2 separate regions of the Sus scrofa genome follow, and region 1 is linked to region 2. Evidence: chromatin contacts called from public Hi-C data. All regions are on one chromosome and are shown on one strand. Each heading gives the region's core, a stretch centred on a gene start, on an enhancer-like site or on the middle of the called end of the contact. The rest is flanking DNA. Distances are from core to core; before and after follow the strand shown. Region 1 holds the start of TTPAL (alpha-tocopherol transfer protein-like). Region 2 holds the start of HNF4A (hepatocyte nuclear factor 4 alpha).

Region 1 (5,005 bases), core at 2,060-4,559, 64 kb before region 2:
ATGGCAACGCTGGATCCTTAACCCACTGAGCGAGGCCAGGGACCAAACCTGCAACCTCATGGTTCCTGGTTGGATTTGTTAACCACTGAGCCATGATGGAACTCCTAAACCTTTTTTTTTTTTTTTTAAGGCCACATCTGTGGCATTTGGGAGTTCCCAGGCAAGGGGTCAAATTGGATCTGCAGCTATATGGCCTATGCCACAGTGATAGCAGTGCTGGATCTGAGCCACATCTGCAACCTATGCCACAGCTTGTGGCAAAAATCCTTAACCTGCTGAGCGAGGCCAGGGATCAAATGCTCATCTTCATGGACACCAGTAGGGTTCTTAACCTGCTGAACCACAACAGGAACTCCCAGCCTGGCTGAACCATTTGGGGGCCGCATTGCAGCCTAAGACCCCCTGCCCAAACCTCCTACGTAGGGACTGGCCTCCAATCACTGTCTGAAGCTCTGCCTGATGTCTCCAGTTCCTCTCCTTTCTAAGTGTTGCCACCAATATATTTCTTGCATGTCTCATCTCATCCTGGTGTTCTGCTTCTTAGAAGACCTGAACACATGTATTGAATAAAACAAAACAAAACCAAACCCGAAATAGCATAGCTGCCTTGATATTCCTGAAATAAGGTCACAGCAGGCTGCCAGTTCCAAAGCCCAAGCTCTTGTCCATGGGTTGTCACTGTTCCCCCACTCTGAGCTCAACAAGGAAGGCAAGGATCATTTGGGGTCTCTGTACATAAGCCAGTCTCCCCAGAGGTCACGGCAGCCAGAGTGAGCAGGTCACCCCCTCTAACTTCTAGATCTGCCCACTGTTCACTACATTCTAACCTCCAGCCCCACCCAAGCTTCTTTCACTTCCTCCCAAAGGTGGTTTTATCGTCCTGGGCACATCCTGTTTCTTCTCACTAGCATGTTCTTCCTCCAGTTCTTCTGACCAATAACAATTGACCCTTCAGTCCCCATTAGATACCATTTCATTAATTCAACAAATATTGAGCACTTAGTAGGTAACAGGCCTTCTTCCAGGCACTGAAGGATATAGCAGTGAACAAATTTAAAAATCCTGCCTTCCCTGAGCTTAGATTTGAATTAAGGAGACAGACTATAGCAAAATAAACCACATAGTCTCCTAGAAGATGACGTGTGCTACAGAGAAAAATAAAGCAGGCAAGGGGGTTGGATGAGCCTGGGGATAGGTGTTGCATTTTAGGTGGGGTGATCAGGGAAGTCCTCATCCAAGTGACGTGTGAGCACAGATGAAGGTGCAAGCCATGCAGGTCTCTCAGGGAAGAAAAAGTACAAAGCCTGAGGCAGGACCGTGCGGGATTTCCAAGGAACAGAGAGGAGGCCAGTATGGCAAGAGCCAAAAGCACAAGGCGGAGAATATTAGCAGAGGAATTTAGAGAGGATCTTGGCTTTCTAGGCCATGAAGAGCTTAGTTACTTTGAGTTTGGTGGGAGCCATGAAGAGTTTTGAGTAGAGTGACATGATCGGATTTAGATTTTAAAAGGATCAGTGGGCTGTCTTGAGAATGGACTATAACAGGATGAGGAAAGAAGCAAAGAGACCACTTAGAGGCTATTGCAATAACCCAGGTGAGGGATGATAGCTGAAGCAGGAAGGTTTCTCTGTCTCCAGGCTCCCAGTAGGAACCCCTCTCGCCCCCTGCAGGAGCTCTCCGGCATAGCATGTCTCTCACTGCTGTAATCGCATGTGATTTGTGTGCAACATCTACATCTGGCTTGTTCATCACCTTAAACACAGCACTTAAGAGGGTGTCAGACACAGAGTCTGCACTCCATAAATATTTGTTAAATGAGTTTAATCTGTTTGGCAGAGATATGCTGAGTGAGGAACAGATCAACAATTGTGCTTCATGGGACCCACCCTGGCTTCTTTTCCTGGGAGTTGCCAGCAGATACCTATAATCCCAATCCAGCACTTAGCCAGGAGACGGACAGACTGCAGTGTCCATGGACTACAGGCCTAGGCTCCAAGTCCCTCTCCAGCCACTCTCCCACCTTCCCCCTTCTCAATGCACATTAAATGCCAGCCATAACAAACTAATGACCTACTATTCTTGGAACACCTCATGCATTTCTGATACCTCTGCCTGGAATTTCCTCACCTTGTTTGTTCCCAACCAGATAAATCATCACCTTCCAGGCCCAGCTTCAATGTCACCTACTCTGCCAAGCCTTCCTTGATTCCCCCAGGGTGACTCCCTCCAGTTTTCCACAGAACTGAGTTCCTTTTAGAACTGCAGTCCAGTATGCTATGTGCTTACCTAAAACTCCTCAGTTCCATCCATCCATACATTTATAAAATAACTATCGATCACCTGGTATGTCAGATACTGTGCTTATAGGTACTGGACACACAAAAACGAACAATACAATTCTTTGCCTTATGAAGTTCAACTCACAGTGTAATTATGAAAAGAGATTGTATGCATTTGAATGCTTTATCATGAATCAAACTCCCTGATAAGCACTTTACATCCATCTCTTGTTTACTCTTCACAATATCCGGTGAGAGCACTCATACTGTTCCTATTTTACAAGGGGATAACTGGCCACTAGAATGTAAATTCCCACTTGCCTGCCACATTCACTGCTATCCCCAGTGCCTGACCTATGACGGTGTTCTGTAAATACTAGTGATGGATGATGTGACGTTAAATGCTCAAGGGTACACAGCAAGTGAGGCAGAGCAAGGATGTACTTAGCCCCACACTGGGCTCTACACCGCATCTAGAGCGTCCTGTTTAATTTCCAGGGCTTCAGCAGTATCAAGCATTGAGCAGGACCCAGTCATAGGCTGGTGAATGAACTGAGGGATGGGTGCAACCACCATTTGATAGGGTGAAGCCGGGAATCTTCCTCACCCGGAGCTGTCATTTTTCGAGCATCACCCTTCTCCTCTCCCCACCCCACCTCAAGGAGAGGTCAGGAACCCATCGTTCCTGAAGCCAAGAGACCCCAAGTCCTGTTCACAACCTTCCGAGGCCCCCCCCACTTCCGGTTGTTACCCCTTCCCCTGTGTCCCCATTTCCTGGGGTCTCTCTCTACTCAGGTGCCCCATTACTGCTTATCCCTCCCTTTCAGGGGTCCCTCTCCCCGGCCCCCGGGGCACACGGGCTCGCGGGCACTCACCGGCCCGGCTACGGGGCGGAGCGCGGGTCAATCGGCAGCGGGAGCCTCGTCCGCAGCGTACACAGAAGCGACCCGCACTCCCTGCCCGGCCGGCCCGGCCGCTCGCCGGAAGTGACGTACATAGGGCGTGGGAAGGCGGCCGCGCCACTGTGAGTGCGCATGTGCGGTGTCTCCTGGCAGTCTTAGCTTTCGGTCCCCACCTGGCGGTCAGGAAGGCGGCGTGGGAGGTTCGGGGAGCGTGAGCAGCTTTGGCTAGGGTAGTTGGGGGAAGCTGAGGACCAGAGAAGCAAGGGAAGATGTTGTCGTTTTCTGAGAACAGATTACCAGGTACCTAGTAGTTTATATCTGTCATCTCGTTAAATCTTCAAATCAAATGCTACTATTTTATGAAAGGAAAAACACAATCAATGAAGTATAGTGCTTCAAATCTGGACCCAGGGGTTAGCGGTCCAGGTTTCTTTCTACCAGAGCTGCCCCCAGGACTGGCTGCTCCAAAGGGTAAGATTCCTCAGGGGACATCTGTCTGCCTGTCTTTAGCCAAGTGACTGAGCAAGTTCCCATTCCCCTCGGGCCTCAGTTTCCTCATCTATAACACGATTCTTGCTCTGGAATCCTTTTTTCTTTTTTTTTCTTTTTTTGTCTTTTCTAGAGCCGCACCCGCGGCATATGGAGAGTCCCAGGCTGGGTGTCTAATGAGAGCTGTAGCCGCCAGTCCAGCCAGAGCCATAGCACCGCCAGATCTGAGCAGTGTCTGCGACCTACATGACAGCTTAAGGCAACGCCAGATCCTTAACCCACTGAGCAAGGCCGCAACCTCATGGTTCCTAGTCGGATTCGTTAACCACTGCACCCCCACGGGAACTCCCTTGCTCTGGAATCTTGATCCAATAATTGTTTCCTGCTTTGAGGTTCATGAAGTCCCTTTCAGAAGTGGTAGCTTGAAAAAGGTTTTACTAGCCCCAACCTCCAGTCGGTTAAAGTCCTCAGCACCACCGCATATCTTGTGCAGCTACAACTTTGACACAATTTCCTAGGACCCTCGTTCAAGCAGAGTAATGCCAGTGTCTTGGTAATGACACTAAATCATTTCTGGAGAGAAATTCTGTGGTCTAGGAGGACTCAAGAGCCCAAAGGAGTACCCAAAAGGTGGATTTAAACAGTCTCTTCTTTTCCCTACCCTAGGGGCAAGAGGAGTCCCAGGGAGATGGGAACTGATGCCTATGGGCCGCAAGAACACAGCAGTTTTTGTCAGATGCTAGGTTGAGGTCAGAGAGAATCCTGGAAGTCATGAGTTTTTATTCCTGCTCTGGCTCCACTACCTCTATTATAAAGTACCAAACATCAGTTAAATTTGAATTTCATGGAATTCCCACTGTGGGGCAGTGGGGTAAGAATCGACTGCAGTGGCTCTGGTCACTGTGGAGACATGGCTTCCATCCCAGGCCCTGGTGCAGTGGATTAAAGACCCCAAGTAGGTGGAAGCTGTGGCTCAGGTTCAATCCCGGACCCAGGAGCTTCCACATACCTTGGGTACAGCCATTAAAAAAAAAAAAAAAATTGAACTTCACACAAACAATTTTAAGATACAACCCTGGGATGCACTTATACTAAGAAATTGTTGTCTATCAGAAATTCAAATTTAACCGGGCATTGTGTGTTTTTGTTTTATTTTTTCTCTAAATCTATGTATTAGTTTACTATTGCTTCTATAAAAATTATTACACACTTAGTGGCTTGAAACAATGCACATTTTATAATTCTGCAGGTCAGAAGTCTAAAATCAAGATGTTGGCAGGGATGTGTTTTCTCTGGGGACTTCGGAGAGAAATCCATTTCCTTGTCTTTTTAGCT
Region 2 (4,516 bases), core at 991-3,490:
TTCAACTCTCAGTCCAGTGGGGAATGTAGATCTTCCTACAGATGCTCAGAGTTCATGAGAAAACTCACGTGGGGCCAGGACCAGTTATCCGTGCTAAGCACATGGGTGCCTTATCTATTGAATCCTCTGGTTAGCCCAGGGAGGCAGGTGCTGTGATTTATTCCCATTTTACAGAGGAGAAAACTGAGGCTCAGAGAATAGCTTGGCAAATTCACACTGGTAGGAAGGATCTATGCCAGAATATGAACCCAGATCTTTCTGGCTCCAGAGCTGGAGGCTCTCCTGTCTTCAGCACACCCAGTAAGGAGCTTGGCCTCTGCCTCGGGAACACACAGCTCCCAGGAGCTAGAGGCGCATGCTCTGAAGGATGACGGGGCCGGGCCCAGGGAGCAGTCCAGGGCTGGGCGGTGGCCTGGTATAGCAGCACACCCTGTCCCTCTGGGTTCACACACACCCTGCCTCGTGCAGCGGTGTGTTGTTTACCACTTCCTGCATCTTTTCCCCTCACTGCCCTCACGTGATCCGCGGACACTCCTCAGAGCCGGCCGGCCAGCGGGCCTCCAGTGACTAAGCCCATTTTGTAGAGGATGCAGGAGAGGAGAGGCGACATACCCAAGGTTACACAGTGAGTGGATGGCCGGGGCAGGTGAGCAGCTGGTGAGACTGACCATGGGCAGGGCAGACGCCTCTTTCTGGCTGAGCTGACCTGACCCGAGTTCTGTAGCCCTCGGCTGAAGCCACGGGGCCATGGAAGGAAGGCAGGTGGGAGGCTGACTTCGGCCAGCTGCCCCCTCTCCTCTGAGGCTGGCCTGTGACCAGTTAAGTCCTGGCGTCCTGGCTTCCCAGGCCTCCTCCCTCCCCCCACCTCCTTGTGGAGACCCCCCCCCGCCCCTGCTTTCAGATGTGCCCTCGGTGATAGGGGAGCAGACGTATAAACTCGGGGAGAGACACACAGGCGACACAATCTGCTCTGAGTCAAATGGACATGTTGCTGATGTGAATTGCGTTGTCCAATGGCCATCCTGCACATCAGGTCTATACAGTCACGTGTGCGCTGGAGAGCGCTGACCAGCCAGGGCAGGATGCACATGCGTACACAAGCGGTACAAACAGAGGCACAAGATGACAGGATGCCCAAATGGGACACACGTCCAGGAAGCCCAGGGCACCCAAGACAACCCACATCCACAGCATAGGTGTGCAAACATGCACAGACAGTTGTACACACACTCGTCACCGCTCCTGGACCTAAGCAACAAACACAGGCGTCCTCAGAGACATCAACAAACACAGACCTGCTCAGTGAACAAATGAGAATAAAAACGAATGCAGAACACACACACATACGTACACACAGGGGAACACAGATGTGCAAATGGATTCCCATAGACACACATTTGCAATATAGTCCACTGCCCACCCACACGCATTATGTGGAAACTCATACATGCAAGCCCAGAGGAGGTCATGATCACACACACACACACACACACACACACACACACACACACACACGCACACACACAACTGCTGATCTGTCTCATTTAGCAGAACCTCTCTAAGTGGGGCTTCTCTCCCAAAAGTCCCAAAGACACCCTGAAACACAGTTGTGCTCCATCCACCGTCTCTGGGGACAGGACATACCTTGCCATTTCTCAGCACCTGGGCCTAAGGGGTTCAGGAAGGGGCCAGGTTGGGCCAATGCCTGGAGCAGGACGCCAAGAGGAAGCTCACCATCACTTTCCCGCCCCCACAGGCTGAGCGGGAAGAGCTTTGGTAACAGGGTCACCCTACCTGGGCATATTTGCTTTTCCTGGCAACACCTGGGCTCAGCTATGGGACCACCGGGCTCGTCTGTCATTCTCCTCCCAGCCCCAAACTGAGCGCCACAGACTCGCTCCCGTCCCTGGGCAGACCTGCCCCCAGCGGGCGCGCCTGGACACGGCCGCCCCCACCTACCATTGCCCATGGTCAACACCTGCACATTCTCGAATTCCAGGGTGGTGTAGGCTGGGTCCAGCGCAGCACTGTAGTCGGCCATGTCCATGTCGACCAGGGTTTTGGAGAGGCGCATCCTCCCCTCTCCACACGTCGGCCACTTGCCCTGCCCAGGATGTCCACCCCGAAGGCTCTGGGCCGAGCCCCGGCCCCCGCCCTCCGCCCTCCCACTGCCTCCTCCCAGGTGCCCCCTCTGCCTTCCTGGGTTTCAAACCGTCCTCTGGGAGGATCTGCCGGGAGTCCTGGCCTAGCCTCTCCGAAGGGGTGGAGGCTCTGCGGGGAGGGGTGGGGGTTAATGGTTAATCGGCTCCCCCACTGGTGGACGGGCTGGGCGGGGCTGCGGGGATTGGGCTGTTTGTTGGTTTCTGGCTGACACCCGGGGGTGCTATTACAATGGATGGGGCCCAATATTGTGTTATCAATTCTATAAGACGGGCACTAAGTCACCAGCGCTCATTTGACCCTGACTCAGCCACCCTCCATGTCACCGTCACCCCACGTCAGGCTGACAGGCTAACATATACCCTCGGAACCTGACAGCCCACCTCCACGATGCCCTAATTCAGTAACCTCCCAAATCTTTGACGTCTGCCCTCAATGCTCTTGCAGGGATAAAGCTGCCTCCTGGCTCAGAAATCAAACATGTAAATCCAGGCCCCAGATACCAATCTTCTAGATCTCATTCTGGGAGCTTCCTTCCAGTTTCCTGCCTCACCTGGGAACAGGAAGGACTGAGAGGGCCAGACTCCTGACCGCCTCTCCTCCCCTGCTCCCCATGACTCTGCTCTGGCCTCCACCAGCCCCCACAGCGCCCAGCTGCTCAGGCCCAGACAGACTCCATCTCCCTGTCACCTCCTCCTGCTCTCCTCCCCCACCCCCCCCCCCCAGAACAGACCGAGACAAGGCTTCCAGCCCCACAGAGCTGGATTAACATTCAGGCGCCTAGCACCTGCTAATCGTGACTTTGGGTAAATGATTCTCCTCTCTGAGCCTCAGTTTCCTCTTGTAGAAAATGCACAATCAACTTCAAAGGGTGGCCTGAGTATTAAATGAGATGGCACTAGGAAAACAGCAGGTGGTGCCTCGTAAGCATCCATCCCCCTTCTCCTCCATGCCTCCTTGGCCTCCCTTTTCTAGCTCCCTTGTTTCTCCCCATCCTCATGCCCCGGCCAGCGTGGGCTTTGTGGGTCAGCCACCTGAGCAGGGCACAGCGCTCCACACTTAGGCTCCTGTGTTTGGATCAGTGCTATTCTGAGCAAGGGGCCCTGCATTTCTGTTTCGGACTGGGCCCTGATAATTATGTGGCTGGTTCTACTTGCCTTCAACTCCTGGCTCACTTCTCTCTTCCTACACCCTCTAGGCCTCAGTGCCCGCTATAGCGACACTTTCAAGAGCTCCTGATCTCGCTGGGGAAGTAAGGTCACAAGGTAGACGTGGAAAGTGTAGGCCACGGTGGAAGGACCTGGGACTCCAGAGACCTGGGAACCTGTCTTCTGCTGGCCGGAAGGGCCAGGCAGGGGGATTTGGTTACAAGAATGGGTGAATTAGCGAGTGAGAAGGTGAGTGAGTTGAAGACTGAGCAAATTAATATGCGAGGACGGGAATTGATGAGCAAGTGAATTACTGCAAGTGTGAATGAGTGAATGAGGAAATGAGTGGGTGAAGGGACGAGTGGGCAAATTGGTGGGAGAGGCAGCCAGTGTTTGGGGATGTGGAGGCAGCCTCTGCATATTCTCCCAACTATCAGTAGCCCTTTCTCTGCCCCATGCCGATCTGTTCTCCTCCCTCCACCTTCCTCCTGGAGCTGAGATATCTGGGGAGGGGAGTTGGGGGGAGAAGTTGTTCTGGAGGAGAAGAGAGACTGAATTTGGCTTCAGGAAACCTTAGGAACTACCTCTATCACTATTCGGATGACATTGTTTAACTCACATCTCTCTAAGGGCCTCAACTTTCCCATCTGTAAATTGGAGTGAAGATCCTGGGCCAGTTGTTTGTTGATCAGGACAAGACCCTAAGGAGTTCCCGTCATGGCGCAGTGGAAACGAATCCGACTAGGAACCATGAGGTTTTGGGGTTGATCCCTGGCCTTGCTCAGTTGGTTAAGGATCTGGCATTGCCACGAGCTGTGGTGTAGGTCGCAGATGCAGCTTGGATCCCATGTTGCTGTGGCTCTGGCGTAGGCCAGCAGCTACAGCTCTGATTGGACCCCTAGCCTGGGAAGCTCCATATGCTGCGAGTGCAGTGCAGCCCTAAAAGGACAAAAGACCAAAAAAAAAAAAAAAAAAAAAAAAAGGCAAGACCCTGAGAGAGGGAGGGAGGAAGATTCCACAATGGTCTTTTTTTTTTTTTTCCTTTTTGTAGTCACACCTGCAGCAAATGGAAGCTACCAGGCTAGGGGTCGAATCGGAGCTGCCGCTGCCAGCCTACACCACAGCCACAGCAACACCAGATCTGAGCTGCATCTGTGACCTACCGCCGCAGCTCATGGCAATGTCAGATCTTTAACCCACTGAGCAGG

The links. A called contact is a pair of places that touch in the nucleus more often than the background predicts.
Region 1: a Hi-C map of fetal liver shows a contact between it and region 2, with 1.6 times the contacts expected there. The contact joins the promoter of TTPAL here to the promoter of HNF4A in region 2. A contact is called at or near these places in 1 of 5 promoter capture datasets (liver), 23 of 47 Hi-C or Micro-C datasets (adipose tissue, alveolar macrophages, blood and 12 more) and 2 of 2 datasets of contacts at active chromatin or transcription factors (alveolar macrophages and skeletal muscle).

Annotation. Positions count from the first base shown.
Region 1 is chr17:46,883,185-46,888,189 of Sscrofa11.1, reverse strand. It overlaps TTPAL (alpha-tocopherol transfer protein-like), which reads right to left and starts at 3,309. Exons shown (of 5, transcript XM_001926994.4): 1 at 3,155-3,309.
Region 2 is chr17:46,818,645-46,823,160 of Sscrofa11.1, reverse strand. HNF4A (hepatocyte nuclear factor 4 alpha) reads right to left here and starts at 2,240. Exons shown (of 10, transcript NM_001044571.1): 1 at 1,960-2,240. The coding sequence starts at 2,074.